2 separate regions of the Anas platyrhynchos genome follow, and region 2 is linked to region 1. The links are chromatin contacts, called in public Hi-C maps. All regions are on one chromosome and are shown on one strand. The core of a region is the stretch at or near the end of the contact, and the rest is flanking DNA. Distances in the headings are between cores, read along the strand shown.

Region 1 (6,744 bases), core at 4,040-6,539:
TTCAGCCTATGTTCACTGGTGTGGCTTTCTGGATTTCAAAGTTTCTGATTTTTCTTTCTTTTTTTTTGTAGTTTCTGTGCAATTTTACTCAGCTGGCATCTTTGTCTGTTTGCTTCCAATGTGCTAGTAACAACTAAAACTGGTACTGAATGTCTGGGTCTTCTTCAGGTCTTAAAATGTTTCGGTAGCAGCAAGCATCTGAGCTCAGCTGGCGATCTATTTCAGAACCTCAAATTAAAATTTGCTGGAGTTACGACAAGGCTTGTGATAGGATCTCCACGTTTAAGTATTATTACTGTAAAATAACCTCAAGTTTAAGCATTATTAATGAATTACTGAATAGCCAGATTTCCATGTAAATGTAAAGGTAGATATATCCAAGCAGCTTAACTACAAAGCTGGGGTAATACCAGGATGTGATGATAACGTTGTATTGTAATTGTGAGGATGCATGGTGGTAGTCAAAACAGGCTTTAATAAAGCCTATAGGGAGGGCAGGATGTTGGCATGTACCTAAAGATGTTGATTTTGCTACCTTTAGGATGTGATCTCCCGAGGAGGAATGAACAGGTGCAGCTTCCTCATGATTTAGACCAATGGGGATAAATTTTGCTAGGGGTGATTTACAAAATTCTTTCAGCAAGGAAGGAATGTGGGCTTGTTTCTTACTTTACAGATGAGAAAACTGAGTTATAGTTGCTGAGTGGCCAAATCATTTCACCTCTCTAACAGATGTTCGATAAAACCTGTATTCTCTCGTCCCCACTGTGTGCTTTGGTAGCAACTGAAAGCTGCAGCCATCGCAGTAGTTTGCTGCTTTAGGACAAGAGAAAATATTTCTCACAAACCCCAGGGAAAAGTTAGAAAACTTCATGAATTCCCTGGCAGTGGTGTGCCGATGAAACAGGGTTTCTTTATCTCTTGTGTGTGGGAACAGCCATGATTTGAGGCCTCTGACCCCATGGGCAGATACCCTGCCTTGGAAATATTGAATGGACTTGTATGCATTTATCTCGTGTTAGATAAGGTTGGGCTTGATGGGCTTTCAAGGTCCCTTCCAGCCTGGGCTGTTGTATGATTTTAAAAGCACCTTCTGCCCTTTTCTGTCTATTAATAAGTGTTAACAGCAGCTTCCTGAAAGCTTTTGAGAGTGTGACACAGGCACTGAAAAGACATCAAAAAACGCTTATGGGGAAAGCCACTGACCTCCACGAAGCTGATGGATGGAGGGAAATGTTAGTGAGACAGGGAGGTGAAAACTACAAGGAGGCTTACTTGTACACTGTACAGGTTTGAGACAGGTTTGGCTAATTACCTTGCTTTAGTGATTAGTCTGGCTTTGGGCAAGTTAATTTGGACACACGTGGTCACTGCTTCCTCCTTCTGACTCAGAGAAGAAGGTATCCACGTGGGGATACAACCACTAGGGAGGATCCTGCTCAGGGCTGTTTTGCAAGGGTTTGCAAGGTTCTTCACTATATGGTTCGTGTTGTGTGATCCACATCTGATGTGAGTCTCTGCGTTGAGTTTCTCTTTTAGATTGTGCGAAATTCCAGGATTTAGTACCTGAGCCCTGTAATGCCTTAAAAGTTAAAGGACCTTCCAAGAAGCTTCTCCTACGTGTTTTTGTTCAGTGCACTTTATCAGCATAGAAATTTTTGCTGTAGTATTAAGGAGCAGATGTGACACTGTAATTGTGGGGAAGAGAAAGTGCCTGTGTGGAATTAAGGATTGTGCTAAAATTTATATTTTTTCCCCTTGAGTATGAATGAATGGGGAGCATCAGGAGTGAAGAAGGCACTTTTTAAGGTTGTAAGAGATGCCAGTTTGCTAAGTCCCCTCTATTGTCTGAGCTTTGAAGACTAATAGTGAAGTTTTTAAGTCCTATGAAGACAACAGGTACCTTTTCTTTAGGTAAAAAGTATTGCCATGAGCCATAGTATAAGCAAGTTCTGATTCCCCCCTCTTTTTCTTGTCTCAAACTTTACTGATTTTGATATCCTACATATATATATTATATATATATAGTTTTTTAATATATATAGAGAGAGAAAGACTCCAGTTGAGACTTTCCTTATATAAGCTTACATCAAATACAAAGACTCCTGTCTGTGGATTTACTGGCATCAAGGGGCAGGCCTTGAAGGTAATCTTTCTGTGAGCGGAGGAGGATCTTTTCCTTCTATATTATCTATATAATCACCTATTTTTATAAAACACATTAGAATTTCGTATCTATATTACCTCTACTCTTTCATTACACTTGATTGGAAATTCGCTTTTGGGTTTAGGAACCTGCTAGAGAGGAAGATAATTGAAGTAGGATTCCACAAGCTTAATTTCCCTTAGGAAGTGACGCTTTAGAAAATAAATTTTGGAGTGTCTGCAGCCACAAAGGAAGCTTGCAGATGCGAACAGCACAGAATGGATGCCCCCACAAAGGGCTGGGCTGGAGGCGAGCCTGCAGGAGGAGCTGAAGCCTGTTGGAAGGAAGGAGCTCAGCTTGTTCTGCACCCTGCCCTCAGATTAATGTATTTTTTAATTATTTAGTGTTGAAGGTTATATTGTTGACCTTTCTCTTTTACAGCAACTTGAATTCAGAAACTAGTTTTTCAGGAGTAGGCCACCAGCATTTCACAAAGGGCCGGGTATGACAGGAATGTGACTTGGGCCTTGCTGCTCTGCTTGGGCTTGGCCTGCCCCCTTCTGCTGGCAGGGGTTAAGGCTCATGGAGAAGACTCAGGCACCCTTTACTGTCGTGTCTGCTTCACTGGACCTTGTTTATAAACTTTACTTGCAGCATGATGGTGGTTTTTAGGTCTGCATCATGCTTTGGGTAACATAAATCTGTCTTGGACTGTGTTCATGTACACTTCAAGGTGTGTAACTAGCGTGGTGTCCCTGGGTTACTGCTGGGTTAATGGAGTTTGGAGTTCAACGTCCCTGACTGGTAGTAAAAGGTTTTGAAACCTGTACATTTGGAAAACTTAAGAATGTAAGGGAACTGTATTTTTCAAAGCTTTTTACAAGACTTTTTAACACTTTCCTGAAATCTGTGTGGTTTCAGGCTTAGGCGCTGTTGGATGTAGCTGAGAATATGAAATTTTGTAATTTTGTCAGCAGTGAGAAACGTCGTATCCAATTTCAGCAGTTATTACATGTTATAATATGTCTGAAACAAATTGAGGACATAAAAAAAAATATGTTATAGCATAAGGTTTGCTCTACTGATTAAAGACACTGCTAATTAATTTGTGGTATTCTACCTTTTCTTTATTTTCCCCTTTGCCTTTGCTCTTCCCTAGGAATGTTTCGAAAAAATGAAGATTTGACACCATCACAAAGATGCTTGGCTGTAAGGTAGGCTTTCAGTGATCTGAGAGTTTAGTTTTAGGGGTGGGGAGAAGCCAGTGGCTTGTGTGCTTTATTGATACTTTGTGGAATTGCTGCAGTTCATGTTCAAGATGGACAGTTTACAAACTCATCTAAAACAGATCCATGCTTTGTATATTTATAACTTAATTACATGCATTTATTCTCCTGGAAAATACCACTTGAAATGGAATGTTTTTCTTAAGTATAAAACCAAAGTTCTATGCATTATATGCAAATTAATGCTGGATCAGATAGGAGACTAGTTAACACTTAGTACACACATAAAGTAGTTGGTGAAGGAACATATTTGTCTAATTTCTGTTTTTCAGCATTTAACTTACATTTTTTCCTTTCTTTTTTCAGGAGACTTGAAAATAATATGTTGTCCTGGGCAAAAGTCTTGACTTGAGAAATTTTGCTTAACTTAATTTATTGCCAGTTAACACACACCTTTGTTTACTGATTCAGTTACTGAGGGGAAAAAAGAAAACAGAAACAATTGAACACTTGGGGAAACACCTTCCTTCTCCTTCCCCAGTCTCAGCTTTAGTCAAATGCCTCCTCAGGGCAAGGAGAAAGTCACCAGAGTTAAAGACATCAGTCTGAAAATGCTCAGTAGAGATTGGAAAGCAGTGCTGTGTTTAGAATGATTTAAGTTGTGATTGCAAAATACACATGAAGTGCTTTTCTGCGTTTGGTTCTTGTTGCATTTAAAGTGAACAATGACGTGCAGTATGACTTCTCCTACTGTGGAAATTCTGTGGAAACACACATGCCATCTCACGAGCTGCTTGTCTTTGAATTGCAGACGCATGCCAAGTCTACTGGAGTATTTAAGTTACAACTGTAATTTCATGGGTATCCTGGCAGGCCCGTTATGCTCTTACAAAGACTATATTAATTTCATTGAAGGCAGATCATACCAACTGCAACAGTCTGAAGCAAATGGGAAGGAAGATACAAAATATGAACAAACGGATCCTTCTCCAAATGTAAGATGTATGACTCTTGCAGTGCCGATGCTGATGTAATCATTGCATGAAAAGCTTGATTTGCACTGTTCATTTACAGGCATAACTTCCGAGCTGTATCTGGAGTTCATTCAGCAACAGTACAGTTCTCTGTTCCAGAAGTTAGATACTTATTCTTTAAGGCAGGTTTTCTCCATGGTTTCCAGCCTGGATCTTGTGGAAAAAAGTAAATGAAATTGGTGCTTCCTACCAAGCTTATATGGTAAAAAGCCATCTTTTGATGAAGCAGTTAATGCATCTTTTCTTCAAAGCATATACCGTGTACAAAAGTGTCCTGGTAAGGACGAACTGCACATCTTAACAGTTCCAGCAAAGTTCCATGAAAATTCTTGAATTCTGCTGTTTTTCATGTCTGCATGCAGCAAGTAGAAAACATTCATATGCATTAAATTGAAAAGTACTCATGAAAATAGTTCTTTTTTGGTTTTACATGTCTAGAGAGGTACTAAGGATGGATATATTTTTTTTCTTTTATCTGAAGGTGTAGTAAAAGATGGACTAGCAATAATGCTATGGAGAGTTTACAAACTTGTCTAAAACTGTATACTGTAATGGATAGTCCATCTTTTACTACACTTTCAGATTAAAAAAAAAAAAAAGTAACAGGATGGCTAGTCATCCATACAGTCTCTTTATTTTCTCTTTGTTCTTTTGTTGGAAAAGAGAACACATTTGTACAGAAGAAAGTCCAGTTGATCAGAGTTAAAATCAAAAGCTCCCAAAGGTTGTTACTTTTCCATTTTAATCCAAAGAACTAAGTGGATCTCTATCCACTTCCATCCCGTGAATGTGGGTGATGATTTTTCCACATTCTCTTCTATGAGCCTCGTGTGGTTGTAGTAACTCGCACCACAGGAATGTAAACTAGTGGTTAGAAGATGATAATATTTGAAGCTGTTCCACATGTTGACAGAGTACCTAAGGTCATAAAAACGTGCTGTTGAGCAAGTAGTCAAGAAGGGAGGAGGACAAACGAGACTTCTCTGCCTAGATGGGCACCTCACAGTCTGTCCGTAGACTGCATTGATATGTTGTGTCGGCAAAGTTGCACACGTGTTTTTAAACATCCTCTTGGCTCAATAGACAGATGCATCCCATCTTATGTACTAAAATCATATTTCTGGAGAAAAATATTGTGTAGTAAATTTATTGCAAAACAATGGAACTAACCAAACCTGTCAATATCACTACTTCTGGACATTCGTCTACCGAGTGCTTGGTAGGTCTTCATAGCTTTTTACCACATAATCTTGCTAGTGATTTGAACAAAGTCAATAAAAATAAAAGCATAAACCTGTAACATGTTCTTCTTTCAGGTAAGCAATTTTCTTTAAAATGTATTGCTCTTCAAGTGCTTGACATTTTTTGCGATTCATGCTGCATTAGCCTTTGACATAAACATAAAGAGAAGCTGTCTATGCGTTGATACTTCATCTCCCGACTGGTGTTAGAGAAATCTGGCTGCATTTTATAACACCAGCGAGTATTGTGTGCTTTTGGAGAAATATGGATGATATAATTTGTTTACTGCATTTGCTGCATCAATTAAAGTACTCATTGTTTTGTTCTAGACGAATGCTTACAGCCCATTAACTTCATGTTAATATTTTAAATGTGTTCCTTGTTACTTAATTATTTCAAGAAGAATAAATTGTTAGGTAACTCAGAAAATGAAATATAAAGGGGATCAGAAAATGTTAATGTAGTAAATGGAAAAAAAAAAATCCTTCAGCTGAGTTGAGTATAATAAGTTTCATTTCTTGTTAATTATCATTTAGATAACAAAAGTAGTTCATGCCAGCCTCCTCCTCTATACTGTGTGCTGACTGCATGATATTAACTTGGTTTAGTAGATTTGCTGTGCTCATTGCATGTTAAATGAATCAAGTCAACATATTAAAACTCATTTCTTATATCCCTCCTATTGTGCCTTTTTGCAAGCTATCAGTTGTTGGTGCTCAAAGTGGTGTCAACTCTCAGAAATTAATATCTGTCTTTGTAAGTTTCTTTTTATTATGGCTACCCTTAAAATTCAAGATGCCTGTCAGCAGATATCTGCTTTCTTGCATATTATGCAGACTCTTCCTACAAGTTACAAAGTTCTTGCTTAATTACCTGTAATTTTTAATTGAGGTGCTATCCTCCACAAAACGATATGCTTTAACATACTTCAATATGATATTGAGCTCCTTATTGTTTATCAGCCAAGAACAACAAAAAAAAATATTCACATAAACTTAGAAGATCCTTTTCTACTTTTTATATGTATTTTATATACATTACATTGTTCATACAGCAATATATTTATATAATCTGGAGCTCAGTGAGTGTTTATGGC
Region 2 (6,563 bases), core at 2,045-4,544, 120 kb before region 1:
TTGATTTATTCCCAGGTACTGACGTTACAGGATGGTATTTTCAAACAACTTTTACAACTTACTACGTTTCAGTCTGACCAGATCTCTTAAAAGTGTGACAGAAGGCAATGAGATACAGCTCACTGGTATTGAAGGATAAGAGATCGACATAAGCTCAAAAGACCGGACAAAAATTAATTATTTTGATGTGAAATTAAAAAACGGAGTACAAGAAGAGCAAAAAGTACTAAGTGAAACACATTTAACCTAACATGATACATGTAGTTTGCTATTGTAAAGGTTGATGCTAAATTCTCAATACAGGTTACTTCAGTTAGCAGGAAAAAAAAAGGGGGGGGGGGGAAATCTTAAACTTACAAATGTAACATTTTGATGTATTTATTTTTTAAGGACTGCTTGCCTAGATATCTTTGGTTCTACTTACAGAATTTCTTTGCTGTAAGCCAAATATACTTGACAAAAATGTCATGCAGCAGGTCAGATGGGGTGTTACATTTGAGCAGCCCCAAAGAGGGGGGTCCCTGCTGCTTTGTAGGTAGCTCCCAGCCCCATGTTCAGAGCACAGGGCAGGGGGAACCCTCTTCAGAAACAGCCTCACCCCTTCCCCCTGCTCTTCCAAAGGCTCTGTGTATACATATACCCGCTGCATCTGGGGTTGAGGGGGGTCCGGGAACTTTTGGAGCTGCTGTCAGGCTGCAGCCACATCAGGCAGAAGCCTTGGGGCTGTAGGGGGAAGCAGAAAGCAGGACAAGGTGTGGGGTATCTGCCTTGTGGCACCTTTGGGCTCTGCCAGAACTCCTCTCCCCCAGGCCTTGGTGGGAGCTGAGCCAGGCAGTTGCTGCTGAAGGCCTCCAGAGGGAGATGCTGCCCCTCGAAACCCTCCAAACTTCAGTTCCTTCAGCTCTTTACTTCCACCCCACAGCCTGGAGAGTTTCCTGAGACAGGAAAGAGAGGCCGAGACAGGATCACCTGCAGCATGGGTCCAGCTGCGTCTGCGACAGGCATGGGGAAAGCTGTGGCAGATGTGACAAAGCCCTGGCTGAGCAGAACAAAACCTCAGATCCTGTGGAGAGCAGAAAACAGCAAAGATGGTCCTGCCAAGCACCATCAAGGGCCAGCATAACGTGATCCACACCTGCTTTCTGTCAGAACAGTGCCAGAAATGAAGAGCCAACACCAAAAGTCAAACTCCCTTCGAGACCTGCAAGAGCTGGTCAAATGTCACTGAAGAGCAGCTATGGGTTTTGGGGATTTGTTTGTTCGTTTTTGTAGTAGTTGGGGTTAATGTCTGGTGGTTGCTCACAGCTGTCACCAGGAAGGCGTGTGTGTCACTGTGTCCCTTGGAGCTGGTGAGCTGCAGCAGCTACTGGTCCCAGTTGGGGCGGTTCCCGTTCCCACCCTTGCCACCAGGCTCAGCTGGTGAGGGAACCGAAAAATAGCACTTGAATCATTTGTCCTGACTGCTGGGTGGCAGGTGCTCTGTGCTCATACCCCATCACTAAGGGAGATCTTGTTAAATTCTGGCAGCTGAAGGCATTACGATGCACCCCAAAGGGCTCTGCGCCTGCGTGGGGCCAGACTGACCTCAATTTCTGCATTTTTGGTCAAGTATTCTGAGGACACTTTACTCCTAAATGAAAATATCCAGTTATTTAACAAGCTTATAGCCATGGCTTCATGTGCTGGGTAACTGCCTTGTCTCTCTCTATTTAGTATTGCTGAGGCTCTATCTGAAATACCGTTTTCAGGCTGGATTTTTTTTTTTCTTGCTTTTGTTTTTGTCCAGTTAGGATGGATGCTGATAAAATGGAGGGGAGGGTGCTGGGACTGTTGGGGGCCCTGAACATGTCACCTAGAGGCAAGGGAGACTTCTTTAGAAAGACTTCTTTAACCTGCTGAGAGGAAATTAGGGAGCGTCCTGCTGAAAAATGGAAAAAAGGGTAAGATCAGTGGCGAAGAAAGAGAATTAATAGTAAAACTTTCATCCACTGATGCCAAAAATAAAATCTCCCTGAGGTTGCTTTCTTTATTTCACCAGACACCGTTGCTGTGCTAGAGGGCTACAGGAGCAGGGACTGCAGAACTGGGTGCTCAATACAAGTTTATTTGTTCAGGATCTTTAGTCACCAGATGCCTCTACTGGGATACTGATGTATTTGGACTCCAAATTTTATCTTCTGCCAGGCTGTCATATGCCTAGAAATCCCAAACAAAGCAACAGAGTAAGGTACTTGGCAATAAAGTGGATGTGAAATAAATCCTCAGTGGTCTACAGGCACACAGCACAAGTGATGTCCAGAAGCTGTACGCCTGAACAGGAGGAAGACCAGCACTCCCCACAGGTTGCTGCATACCAACAGACCAGATTTTAGTGAGTTTCAGACCAAATTCCTCTTGAGATTTCTGTAGAAAAATGTCTAATATATATGTAACTTTGCAAGTACATTAATAAAGTATTCTTTAGCCATGAGGAACTTCATATGGCTACACGGAATCAATTAAAAATATTTAAATTAAAAACAGGTTAAAAATAAAATCATTTATCTGGCAGATAAATGATTGTGAGGCTCTTATGTGTTGTTGTAATGCAGCATATGCATATGTTGCATATGCATATGTTGTAAGGCAGCATATGACTCTTCATGCAGAAATAGAATTTTCAATTATCAAGTCAAAACAACATAGAAAACCTGCTAAATTCACAGGAAAAAAAAAGTAGAACGCAAAGTTTGATTAAGTAATTCTAAAGTTGTGGTTGAAAATAGGAAATGTTTTAAGAAATTCCCACTTTGTGAAAAAATTGTTTATTTTTCAATATTTTTACCATGAAAAATATTTGATGTGAATATTCTCCAGAAAATTACAGCTATGGTCTTGTAGTGTGAACACCAAACTTCAAAACAAGGCTTAAGGCTTTTCCAATCTCTGCAAAGGTTGAACGTGTCAGGTATGTTCTGCATGAGTTATTTTGTTTTACTAGTCTTATCTCTGATCATCTGGTTTCAGGTAAAGTCAGGTTCATGTGAATTCCTTGGGTAGTCCTCCATCTCACATTCTTCATTATTCCTTTTTAATTGGCATTCACCATCTTCATGTCAGCCAGGTGGCAGCTAGGTTTGGCTTTAGATGCTTCAGAACAGTTACAAAGCTGTGGCTCCTTGCTTTGATGCTTCCTATTTTTTATTTTTTTCCCCGAGCATTTGATTCCTTACTCATGCTGACAGTCAAGACTGGTCTGAGTCACACTCTTGTGGGATTCTTTCTTGAAGATTTTGGTATTACTACAAGATCTGTCACAGTGTGAAACACAGCGTATCATGTCCCTGTCTACAAATGACTACCCAGAAAGCTGTGCCCTGATCCTGCATATGCAAACACACGAGGACATCAGTACTTGAGTAACCCCCAAACCACTGTAAATATCTCATGCATAAAGCTATTTGTATGAACATGTGTTTGTAAGTTGCTGAATACTGCAGATACATGTGCTAAGATGATTGTGATACAACCAAATACATAATTTGACACAATCTGGTTTTGGTTTAATAAGGTAAAAACAAATAAATGAAGAAGGTTCTTTTATTCCTGAGCTCTTGAACACTGTTCCCAGCAGGTATGAATCAGTTCAGAGTGGAGTGTCTGCCCCAAATATTTTATAGGATGGAAAGGGAAGTGAAGTACAGTAAAGAGGAGTGAAGTGCATCAGGGAACATCTGCAGCTGGCAGCATTTGTCCTCGGGAGCATTCACTGACACATTTCATTGCTTGGTGGAAGATGAACTCCAATCCTTCTCTTTATTTGCTGGAGGATGGAGGCTCAGTGAACACCACAATATCCAAGAATTAAATCCAGGAGAAACAGTGCCCCTCAAAGTGCAAGAAAGAATCTGGTTTTCTTTGTCAAAGGATGGAGAAAGCACTGGATTTTTTAATTAAATCACCATGCAATATTCCTGCCTTAAAAAATAGTCTCTTGCACAAAGTATTTATTTTGCAGCTTTTATTTATAACTGAGCCATTTATAGTGACGCTCTTTAAGAAAAGGAGATTTCTTCACTTCCAGGTAGATTGAGCTTTGACTTCACCCACCAGGGAAAGGGAGATGTTTTAGTCTGCAAGAAAGATTTTAGATTCTTTTTGGAAACCCCACAGCATCCTCAAAAGGCCCGGGTCTGCTCCCTGTGATTATACCCCCTGCCTTACATTTTCTCTCTGGTTCAGAGATCTTGATGTTCAGGAAGAGATGGGACTCAAGTATAGCAAATGCAAGGGGCACTTTACTGAAGCTGTTAGGTACAGGGAGGGAATGTTTTTCTCGACTTCCCAGAGTAAGAAAATGGCCTGAACTGCATGGATAAACACAGATGCTTGTCACTATCTTAGCCCAAGTAAGATGATTGCAGAATACATTAAATGTTCATGAAAATAGTACATAATTGATCTTTGAATCCTACATTTGTTACATTGGTAGACAAATAGGCAAAAGCTATCTAAAGGAATAAAACTACAAAACTACAAGAATTTTAAAACTATTGGGGCTGCAATTTCTGTATCTGCTTATGGAGAAATGTAGTCAGAGGCTACACCTGGCTGTAAGGTCTGCAATTTGCAATGCCTCGCTTGTGCCAGGGGTGGCAATGAATCAAGCTGAAGGTTGACTGCCTTGGACAATTTATCTCCCAGTAGAGAGTGGTATATATTGAGTGTTTGGGCTTCATATTTCTAAACAATAAATCACTGCATTTAAGCTTAAAGGAACAATCAAATGCCGGTTGTTTGTTTGTTTGGTTTGGTTTGTTTTTAAACTTCATTAGTCTGATTTTTTTAATTACTCTACTGAGGTAAATTAAAGATGTTAAATCCAATATTTAATTCCACCTCAGACTAGATAAATGGAGTTTTCTATGATATAAGAAAACAGAGATGTGAAACCCATTCTGGTTTGTTTCTATGAGCCTCCACCAACTGTTTCACCTCTTGCTGACCCAAATAGAGTCACTAAGCTCGGGGCACTTACCCACCATTACTTCCTCTTATGAATGATGCAAACCAAGCATCACACTTCAGTGGAACAGAAAAAGAGGAAAGGGAGGAAAGGGGAATCTGTGGATAGGAAAATGAGATGTAGTGGCCTGAATGTGTAAGCTTGAGTTAGTGAAACCTCAGGCAGTGACCTGGAGCTCATCCTGACAAACTTCATGCAGGGAGAACGGGGCTCCTCGGTGGCTGTAAGTAGTGTTGCACTGCAGGGTGCTGATGTTCTGCTCATAAGGAGCACTACCCTGGGCTTCAGTAAGCGATGCATCCTGCTAGCGCGGAGGCTGGTGGAGCTGAATTATGCATGGTGCTTCCAGTGCCCAGGCAGTGCTGCAGGAAGGGCTGTGCTTGGCCCCGCAATGCTGGGCTGCCTGGTGCCTCCTGCACCCAGCTACACACATCCACACGAGAACGCGCCTTGAGGAGCTCTTTCTGAAACTCCTTTGAGAAAGTCTTAAGCCTGTGCCTTTATCAAGCCAGGTACCGCAGCACCGACCTCTGTCCTGGAAACACGATGATGAATATAGTCATTTGTCTTCTCGGTGCAGTTTCCGATTGATACGGTAGATAAATTGAAGCAAACAGGCAAGTAATCCAAATGGATAATTAAAAAAAAACAAACACACGTACGAACTGATGCATTGAATCAGGCCAGAGGTTCATCTAGTTCGTTAACCTCTCCCTGGCAGCGGCCAGGAAGCTCGCAGTGATTTTTCCCCACCTCACCTCCCATCCTTCTCATTGATTTGCAGTGGAACTGCTGAGAGGTGGTAACTTGCTCTTTCATAGAATTTGAGGTGCTTTCCTTCCACGAATCTGGTTGTTTTCTGGACATGTAGAGATTTTTACTGCCTATAACATCCTGTGGAAGAGTTATGCAACTTTTTGCCTTGGAAGCTTGCTTAGTTTCCATTTTTTCCTCAGCGTTATTATCCCTATTTTCTTCATTGTAGGCCTGATGTTTTGTATTACTTTCAGAGCAGTGAGTTAATACACCAAAAATTTATGGTGTGGAATTTAAAGAATGCAGAGGGGGTACTGAGGGGTTTAACAAGCAAATAAGCATTGGGCAAGGTGTAAACAGCAAGGAAACTGAAGAATTTTGTGCAGTACTAAGAAAGGACATAAAGGGAGAAATCTGAGGAGAAACCTGATGTGGCTGTGAAGGAAAACATTTTCCAGCACTGGGAATGTATTCCTATCTGAAACACCTTGTAAGAGATGGCGTGTATCTAAAAGGGGCCTGGGCCAGAACTCTTATGCGAGTGGGTGAGGATAACCCTGCACAGGCCTTTGATAGCCACGAGAAGCTTTCTGTCTCTGCGGTGAGGTCATTTGCTTTCTTTCACCCATGGGAACCGAACAGTGGATTTCACGTTCGTGCCACTGCTCTTTGTGCTCTGGCATCTGGCCTGCTTTGGATGTCGCTACTTGGACCGTACAATGCCTCTGTCTAGTCATCGCTGAACGTTGGTGGAGGAAGTTATAAACCCAGGTATCTGCTTCTCCATTTTATCTCCCAGCCT

Evidence for each region. A called contact is a pair of places that touch in the nucleus more often than the background predicts.
Region 2: a contact with region 1 is called in a Hi-C map of F1 follicle, with 4 times the contacts expected there. The contact joins two enhancer-like sites. A contact is called at or near these places in 6 of 8 Hi-C or Micro-C datasets (F1 follicle, F5 follicle, liver and 2 more).

The regions. Positions count from the first base shown.
Region 1 is chr3:104,659,001-104,665,744 of IASCAAS_PekinDuck_T2T, reverse strand. MBOAT2 (membrane bound glycerophospholipid O-acyltransferase 2) reads left to right here. Exons shown (of 13, transcript XM_027455207.3): 6 at 3,306-3,360; 7 at 4,184-4,367. Among named protein-coding and RNA genes, the nearest start is that of KIDINS220, 29 kb to the right of the region's middle. Within about 2 kb of position 5,289, at least 4 of the 8 cell types and tissues checked have an H3K27ac peak or open chromatin away from gene starts, as enhancers often do.
Region 2 is chr3:104,776,547-104,783,109 of IASCAAS_PekinDuck_T2T, reverse strand. No RefSeq gene overlaps it. Among named protein-coding and RNA genes, the nearest start is that of ASAP2, 34 kb to the left of the region's middle. Within about 2 kb of position 3,294, at least 1 of the 8 cell types and tissues checked has an H3K27ac peak or open chromatin away from gene starts, as enhancers often do.